Regions from separate parts of the Zea mays genome. Here region 2 is linked to region 1. A link is a contact called in public Hi-C data. All regions are on one chromosome and are shown on one strand. Each heading gives the region's core, a stretch centred on a gene start, on an enhancer-like site or on the middle of the called end of the contact. The rest is flanking DNA. Distances are from core to core; before and after follow the strand shown. Region 1 holds the start of LOC100500975. Region 2 holds the start of LOC100283996.

Region 1 (3,577 bases), core at 795-3,294:
ATACCTGGTGGACAGGGCAAACAAAGATATTCTCATGGGGTTATTTGGAGATTGACACCAGGAGCAACTAACCTACTTGGATACTCCATGGCAGAACATAAGTTTAATGTAAGAGTTACTTGTCTTATTACATGGGATAAGGCCCATATTAATAAAGAGTGGCACAAACAAAAAAGGTTCAAGAGTTCATTTATCCAACTTTGCACCCTGACTTGACTTCGGCACTCCTCTACCAATGGAATGGCTTTACAGGCAGCAGCAGTAACCAGCAAGGTAATTAAACATATCACCCTTTTCTTCCATCCTCCAAGAATCTCTTTTACTATTTCTTGAAATACAGGCAAGGTGTGTTCATGTTGTTGTTGCATTTATATGGTTTCTGAAATAGCAGTACCATACGAGCTACAGAGCTAAGCATGTTCAAACTACCGACAGGGGAAAAGCATATAATCTGATGGCAAAAGCAATGAGACTGGTTCTAAAACTCCATGGCACAACAAAAGTTTCTAGCCAATCTTACTCATATGACATAGCATAATGTACTTTAATAAGGATACACAAAATAAAAAAGGTTCACGAATATATTTCTTCATTGCAGCCTGACTAGACTTCTGCACACCTCTATCAATTTTCTGCCTTGATAGGAAGCAGCACTGCCTAATCAATCAAGACACCCCTCTCATTCACTCTCCTCCAAGAATATCTCTTACTAATTAAAATTAGGGCCAGGGAATTTTCATACTTTGTTTTTGTGCTAGTAGAGTAGGAAAGTCATACAGGAAAAATCTAAATGGTTAAGAAAAGATATTTAAAGCAGCAAAAAGAGTTTCAACAAGAATAAATTTGGGCACTAGTATTGATAACAGTATCTTCTCTTTTCTTGCTGTGCATATGAAAATGCTAGGTAAATCAATCACAAGAAGAAAAAAAACTGAGTTTTTGTTTACATCATGGACAATGTCCTAGCCTAGCATAAATGTTGACTTGCCACCTAAAATGACCTGAACACACTTTGGTTCAGCATATGTATCACCTGCTTACATACTACGGAGCGTAGCTTCCTTCACTAAATGACACTGTGATTCTCTAGATTACGGGTACAGGCCGAGGGTATGCACACTGGTCATGCTTATACTGGTCTAAACCCATTTCCGACTGGGTCAAAGAAGATGACCGGACTAATGCTGCATGACCACTGACCAAGGGCGGACTTAGCATAAGCCACAGGGATTCAAATGCATCCTAGTTTTTTTTCCTGGAAGAGGAAAGCTATCAAGTGATATACAATGCCCAGGAGCAGGGTCAAAGGCGACGATTGAACTAAAGACTATCCTGGTGTAGTAGACTCAGAAGGCGTGGGATCCAGATGAGCACTCGCAGTTGTCTATTAAAAAAAAGTTTGCTACCTTCTTAGGCTCCTGTTTGGAACCTCTAAAACTACTAAAAATGAGTTATTGGGTTCCAAACACCATCAGCTAATACCGCAGCTAATTGTTAGCTACCTCACAGCTAATAATTAGTTTGGCTCAACCCAGCTAATAATTTATTAGCTGGCTAACTATTAGTTGTAGGGGTTTGAAACAGGGCCTTAGTTATCCACGCAGCAAACAAAACAGGCGGAGTGGAGCATCGACCTAGCAAGAAAAATACTTGGATCGATTTCTCTTTGTCCGTAAGAAAAAGAGCAGATGCTTAGAGGGTGCGAAATCACACCACACGGCTCCTTGCCGACGAAAAGCACGGGTGGCTTATCACTGTCGATCCCGCAAGTACGCACGGGAGTAAATGCTCTACCAACGATCTCGCTACCAGCAGCAGGTCCCCGACGCAGCAGAGCAGACCGGACCGAATCATGGACAAGCTGAACGGATCGGAGAGGGAAAAGGCGTAACCGGAATCGAGGTCCCCCAACGAAGTAAAAGATCCCGCAGGTGAGAACGAGCGGTTTATCTAAGCGAAGGCAGGGGCATCCTTACCCGGAAGGACGAGAGCAGACCAAGCGCGGACGGAGTAGCACCCTTGGAGACGAGAAGCCGAGAACAAACGAGGCCTCGGACGCCTACCCGCCTATATGAATAGTCTCGGGGGGAGGACCGGAAGGAGAAGGGGGGGGGGGGGGGGGGGGGGGGGGGGGAGAGTGGATCTAGATCGAGGCGTGTTGGAAGTTGGGGAGGAAACAACGAAACGCTGTTCAACCGCGGGTGCGAGCTGGAAAGGAATCAGCCCTCGTGCGAGTGCGACGACCATTCGTCTCCGATTGGTTTTCGTCCCGAATTTTTTGTATTTTAGCCATTTTTCGGAAAAAAATTCACGTTTAGACCTAAAAAAATTTTAAATGCAGTTTTGGACCCTTTGCTCGGCGCCATAGCCTGTGGCGCCGAAGTAACACAGCTCGGCGCCATAGGCTATGGCGCCGAGGTCGTGTTGCGTTGGCACAACCCAGACGCGTGGCGTCGACGTGGCACCGAGCTCGGCGCCACAGATCTTGGCGCCGAGCTCGGTTGTGTTATTAACATATTTGTTGCAGACATGAGCACAAAGCCCAGCTAGCCCACTTGGTGGAGCACAAGGCTTCTAACCTTGTGGTTGTGGGTTCAAACCCCACAGTTTGCATTTTTATTTGGTTTTTTTTTGTTTATGTCGCTGGTGTGTCCGTTCAAATTTATTTCTCACCTATATTTTTTTATCTAGCCACTACTCATTTAAAAAAAACCAATATATTTGATGGTGCGAATTACATACGTTGGCACAAAAACTAGCTTCACTGTTTTGTTTGTTTTTTTGTTTTTTGCTCAGAGGCAATCTTGGCCTACTTTCCAAGGCTTATTCCAATCCTCCAAATTAAACTCTCAAAAGAGATGCTTAGGAGCAAACTGGTGCCTGGATTTTCTCGATGATAACCGATGAGCACAGTGATGCATTTAAAACGGATAGAAATAAGTTCACGAAAAAACTACAAAATAAAAAAGCTCTTAACTTCAATAGTAATGAAGAATATGCTCGAACTAGCTAGAAATATATCAATCAACTAGTGATACGATGCTTTTAAAAGGTTACTGGAGCATGCATGAATCCAAGGAAATAATTGGATCGCAGAACGAACACTCGTAAGTCTAAAAGAGGCTAAAATAGTGTCATGGACATATATACACAATACGTACACATAGGTTTATTTGTGGCAGGCCATCACAATTCATCTGAACGTACCGGCCGGGTAGATTGAAAGCATTTTTAGAAATAAATTTGAACGGACACACCAGCGACATAAACAAAAAAAACCAAATAAAAATGCAAACTGTGGGGTTTGAACCCACGACCACAAGGTTAGAAGCCTTGTGCTCCACCAAGTGGGCTAGCTGGGCTTTGTGCTCATGTCTGCAACAAATATGTTAATAACACAACCGAGCTCGGCGCCAAGATCTGTGGCGCCGAGCTCGGTGCCACGTCGACGCCACGCGTCTGGGTTGTGCCAACGCAACACGACCTCGGCGCCATAGCCTATGGCGCCGAGCTGTGTTACTTCGGCGCCACAGGCTATGGCGCCGAGCAAAGGGTCCAAAACTGCATTTAAAATTTT
Region 2 (3,577 bases), core at 369-2,868, 370 kb after region 1:
GGCGCGTGGGACCAACCAAGTAATACCCACCGGCCAGGTTCTCTTCACCAGCCAAGTACGTACCATCGATTTGCAAGCCCACGGGCGTCTACCAAGAGATCTGTAGGGGTTCTCGCTGTAGCAATACTGTACACCACTACTAGGGGTGGATATTGAGCTGGCTCGGCTCGACTCGTTATGTTAACGAGCTAAAGATCTAACTCGGCTCGACTCATTTGACAACTCGAGCTGGCTCATTTAGCTCGCGAGCCAGCTCGATAATACCATGTCTAGTGTCTACGAACAGATATAAAATCATGTAGCAAAAGAAAAGGAGATCTATTTAGAAAAAAGAATAGATTTTGCAACTTAATATTTCACACTCAACAAAGAACAAAATTAACTATAGTAGAGTACAAGATTAACTATTTTGGATCGGAGATTATTGTGATTTGACTAATTACTTCAACTCGTTTGGCTCGCGAGTCAGCTCGTGAGCCAGTTCGATCTGGCTCGTTAATACAAGCTCAACTCGTTACAAATTATAAACGAGTCGAGTCGAACCACTATCAAATCGAATCGAGCGAGTTAACGAGCTACGTGTTTTTCGTCCAGCCCTAACCACTACTGCTTGTTTATACAGGGATAAACACCACCTTTCCGCTCGTTTATGTTCAATAAAAAAAGATATATTTTGTCCGATGAAAAAAATACAGCATACTGCATACAAGTTCACCACGTAATCGAGATGACGTGAAAGGTAGGACAAGAACCGGAAGAAACTGTAGCTTTTATTAGTATAGTATAGTACGTACTAGCTGTAGCTGTAGCGACTAGCGAGTACGAAAAGGTAGCGAAAGGGCGAAACCCTGCTCCTCGGAGGAAGTACATCTGATATATAGGAGGAGCACAAGAGAGCAGGCCATCCAGCCCACACACGGCGGCGACCACCGACCACAGGCCGCTCTTCTCCCGTTGGTCGGACCCAAAACGACCCAGCGTCACATCTCATGGCACAGCGACCCGCACCGAGAAGACAGAAGACCTCGCTCGCGCTCTCCCAAGAACGTTCCGGGCGTCGCAGAGCGCGGCCGCACGCGCGCGTGGCTCAACACGCCGTTCGCCACACGAACCCCCAGCCCCCACCTCGTCTCACCCTGGTACGGTGCGCGTATGTCATACGAGACGAGGCGGAGCAGGGTGAAGGGAGCCGGGGCCGCTCAGGCCCGGGCGTAGGTGCGGGCGAGGTGCGCGGCGCGGAGGTCGGCGGGGTCGACGGCGGCGGCCCAGTTGGCGGGGCGGTAGTGGCCCGTGACGGGGTCGGGCACCCACGAGCCCTCGGCGGCGGCGGCGGCGGCGCGCCCGGCCTCCTTGGCCTCGCCCGCGGCCGCGCCCTCCGCCGCGCGCCTCATGGCCCCGGACGCCGCCGACGCCGCGTAGGCCCTGGCCCGGGGGACCAGCGACGCGAGGGCGAAGCGGGCGGAGGTGCCGGAGAGAGACAGAGCCATCGGGCCAGCTGCTGCTGCTGCTTGGGCAGGCAAAGGATTGGCTGGTGGCGCTCCGCTCTGCTCTGGTCTCAGCCCCCCGTGCTCTGCTTTGCGGCGCGTGTGAGCCGGCCGGTGTGGTGTGGTGTGGTGGAGGATGAGAGCGGAGGAGGGGGCGGGGTTTATAAAGAAGAGCCTGGGGGCTGGGAGGGAGGCGGAGGGGGAGCTGGAGGTGGGCTGGTGCCGGTGCGATAGGCAAACGGGCCACCCGGGTTCCCCGCGCTTTTTCTCGGATCGCGACGGGCCTCGGGAACCGGGAAAGCGTCAAAAGCGGTGGCACGTGCGCGGTGGCAGGAAACGGCGCCGCGGGTTCACTGCTTGTGTTTGAGTAATCGAGACGTCGTCGTCGTCGTCATCACCCTTCGATACGGTCGCGTGGTTTGGAAAGTCTCGCTGCTGCAGATCTGTGCATCCGTTCGGCCGGCGTTGCGCGACGGGATCGTAGGGACGGACAACGCCCGATGCCGACGGGTCCGCTCGGAAGGAGCGAGCGAAATTGCCTACTCCAGCCCCCGTCCTCCTCTGCCCGTATGTTTAATTTTCTATTTGTAGAGTATGAATATAGGGGTAAAAGAAGGTGGCAGTGGAGCAGTCCTAATTCTCCACTTCGTGGCTCCTCGATGATGCATGTCGGCCGAGGGATAACGTATGCGTTCGTGGTTGGTGGGTGGGCACGAGGGGGCTACATACAAGTCGACCACTGCGCTAGGTAGGCCGAGGGAGTACTAATAGTTTGTTTTTTCACAACCAAACTACAAAAAGAAAATCCCACCGTCCGCATCGATTGTGCCGCCGTCTGCTGGCCACGAGCCACGAGCCACGTCTCAGGTCCACTGCGAACTGAGTGCGCGGCGCGACCTGACTGACCTCAATGGAGGGGGAGCGTCATTGAGTCACGTCACGCTCCAACACGCCGGCGTCGCCGATATTTCCTCCTCTGCTTCACCTTTTTCCTCCCGGACGCCGGCGCGGCGAACCTCGCGCGCCTCGGTTTTCCAAGGGAAGTTGAGGTAAAAATAATAAATGTCAGGCCAGCGTGCGGGGCGTCCAGACACGCTGGGGCCCCGCGGACCAGTCTGGTTCCGCCGAAAGGGCAAAGCTCCCCGTTCCCGTTGTCCCTTGGCGCGGCGGGAAGGTGCGTGCGGGCGAGGCGCCGACTGGTGGAGGCGGCCGACGGGCCGCGCAAGGCGTCAGCTGGCCAGGTCGTATCTGCCTGGGTCGGCGTCGGCTTGGACGACCGCAGACTGCGTCGTCCGCACTCCGCAGGGGGCCGCTGGACAGGAGGACGAGGTGCCTGTGGGGGTCTGCCAATACGAGTGTGGCGCGTGGCACGATGGGTGCCGGGTGCCAGCCTGGCGCCACTCACCGCACTAGGTCAAAGCCGTCACCACCGGTTTATTTTAAAATTTCAATCCAAATTTTAAAAATTTAAATATATAAATATATATAATATGAGAAAATGAGTAATCTAATACACAACGTATTTAAATTTAGTCTCATTTAACCCATTAAAAAAATAGAAAACGTTTAGACCCATTATTAAGCGCTCGTTAGGGTTTTAATATAAAAACAAAAAAACCTCTCCCCTTCCTCTCACCTTGCCCGGTAGGATACAGGATGATGACTTTATATCCGGCTGTATTCGTCCCGTTTTCACCCATATCCTAGGGAAGGTCCATAGAAGCGCGGAGGTCAACCCCACTGCGAAACTAGGTGACGACCAACCAAAACCTATGGTGGAACCAACCACCCTCCTTCGGATTAATTGTAGCAGATTACAAGACACGATATGGCATGGGACATAATAGGCCACAATGGGGCCCTCCACCCTGTCTGCACACCACAAGCCGACTGACATGATTGCGCATACATAATCTCACACCTCGGTCAGTCATCGGGTCGATCTGAGACGCTACCCATTGATAATCACTCATCATCGGGCCGAACCATAAGAGACAAATCAACCTTATGTTCGCAGAGAACTTGGGAAGAAGACAAATCGCAAGAAAGTAAAAGACAAGTGAGACATATGATTTTTATCCCATGGTTCAACA

The links. A called contact is a pair of places that touch in the nucleus more often than the background predicts.
Region 2: a Hi-C map of bundle sheath shows a contact between it and region 1, with 2.2 times the contacts expected there. The contact joins the promoter of LOC100283996 here to the promoter of LOC100500975 in region 1. A contact is called at or near these places in 2 of 25 Hi-C or Micro-C datasets (bundle sheath and ear).

Annotation. Positions count from the first base shown.
Region 1 is chr3:36,126,948-36,130,524 of Zm-B73-REFERENCE-NAM-5.0, forward strand. LOC100500975 reads right to left here and starts at 2,045. Exons shown (of 2, transcript NM_001174228.2): 1 at 1,977-2,045.
Region 2 is chr3:36,493,893-36,497,469 of Zm-B73-REFERENCE-NAM-5.0, forward strand. LOC100283996 reads right to left here and starts at 1,619. Exons shown (of 1, transcript NM_001156894.2): 1 at 765-1,619. The coding sequence starts at 1,487. The coding sequence ends at 1,200.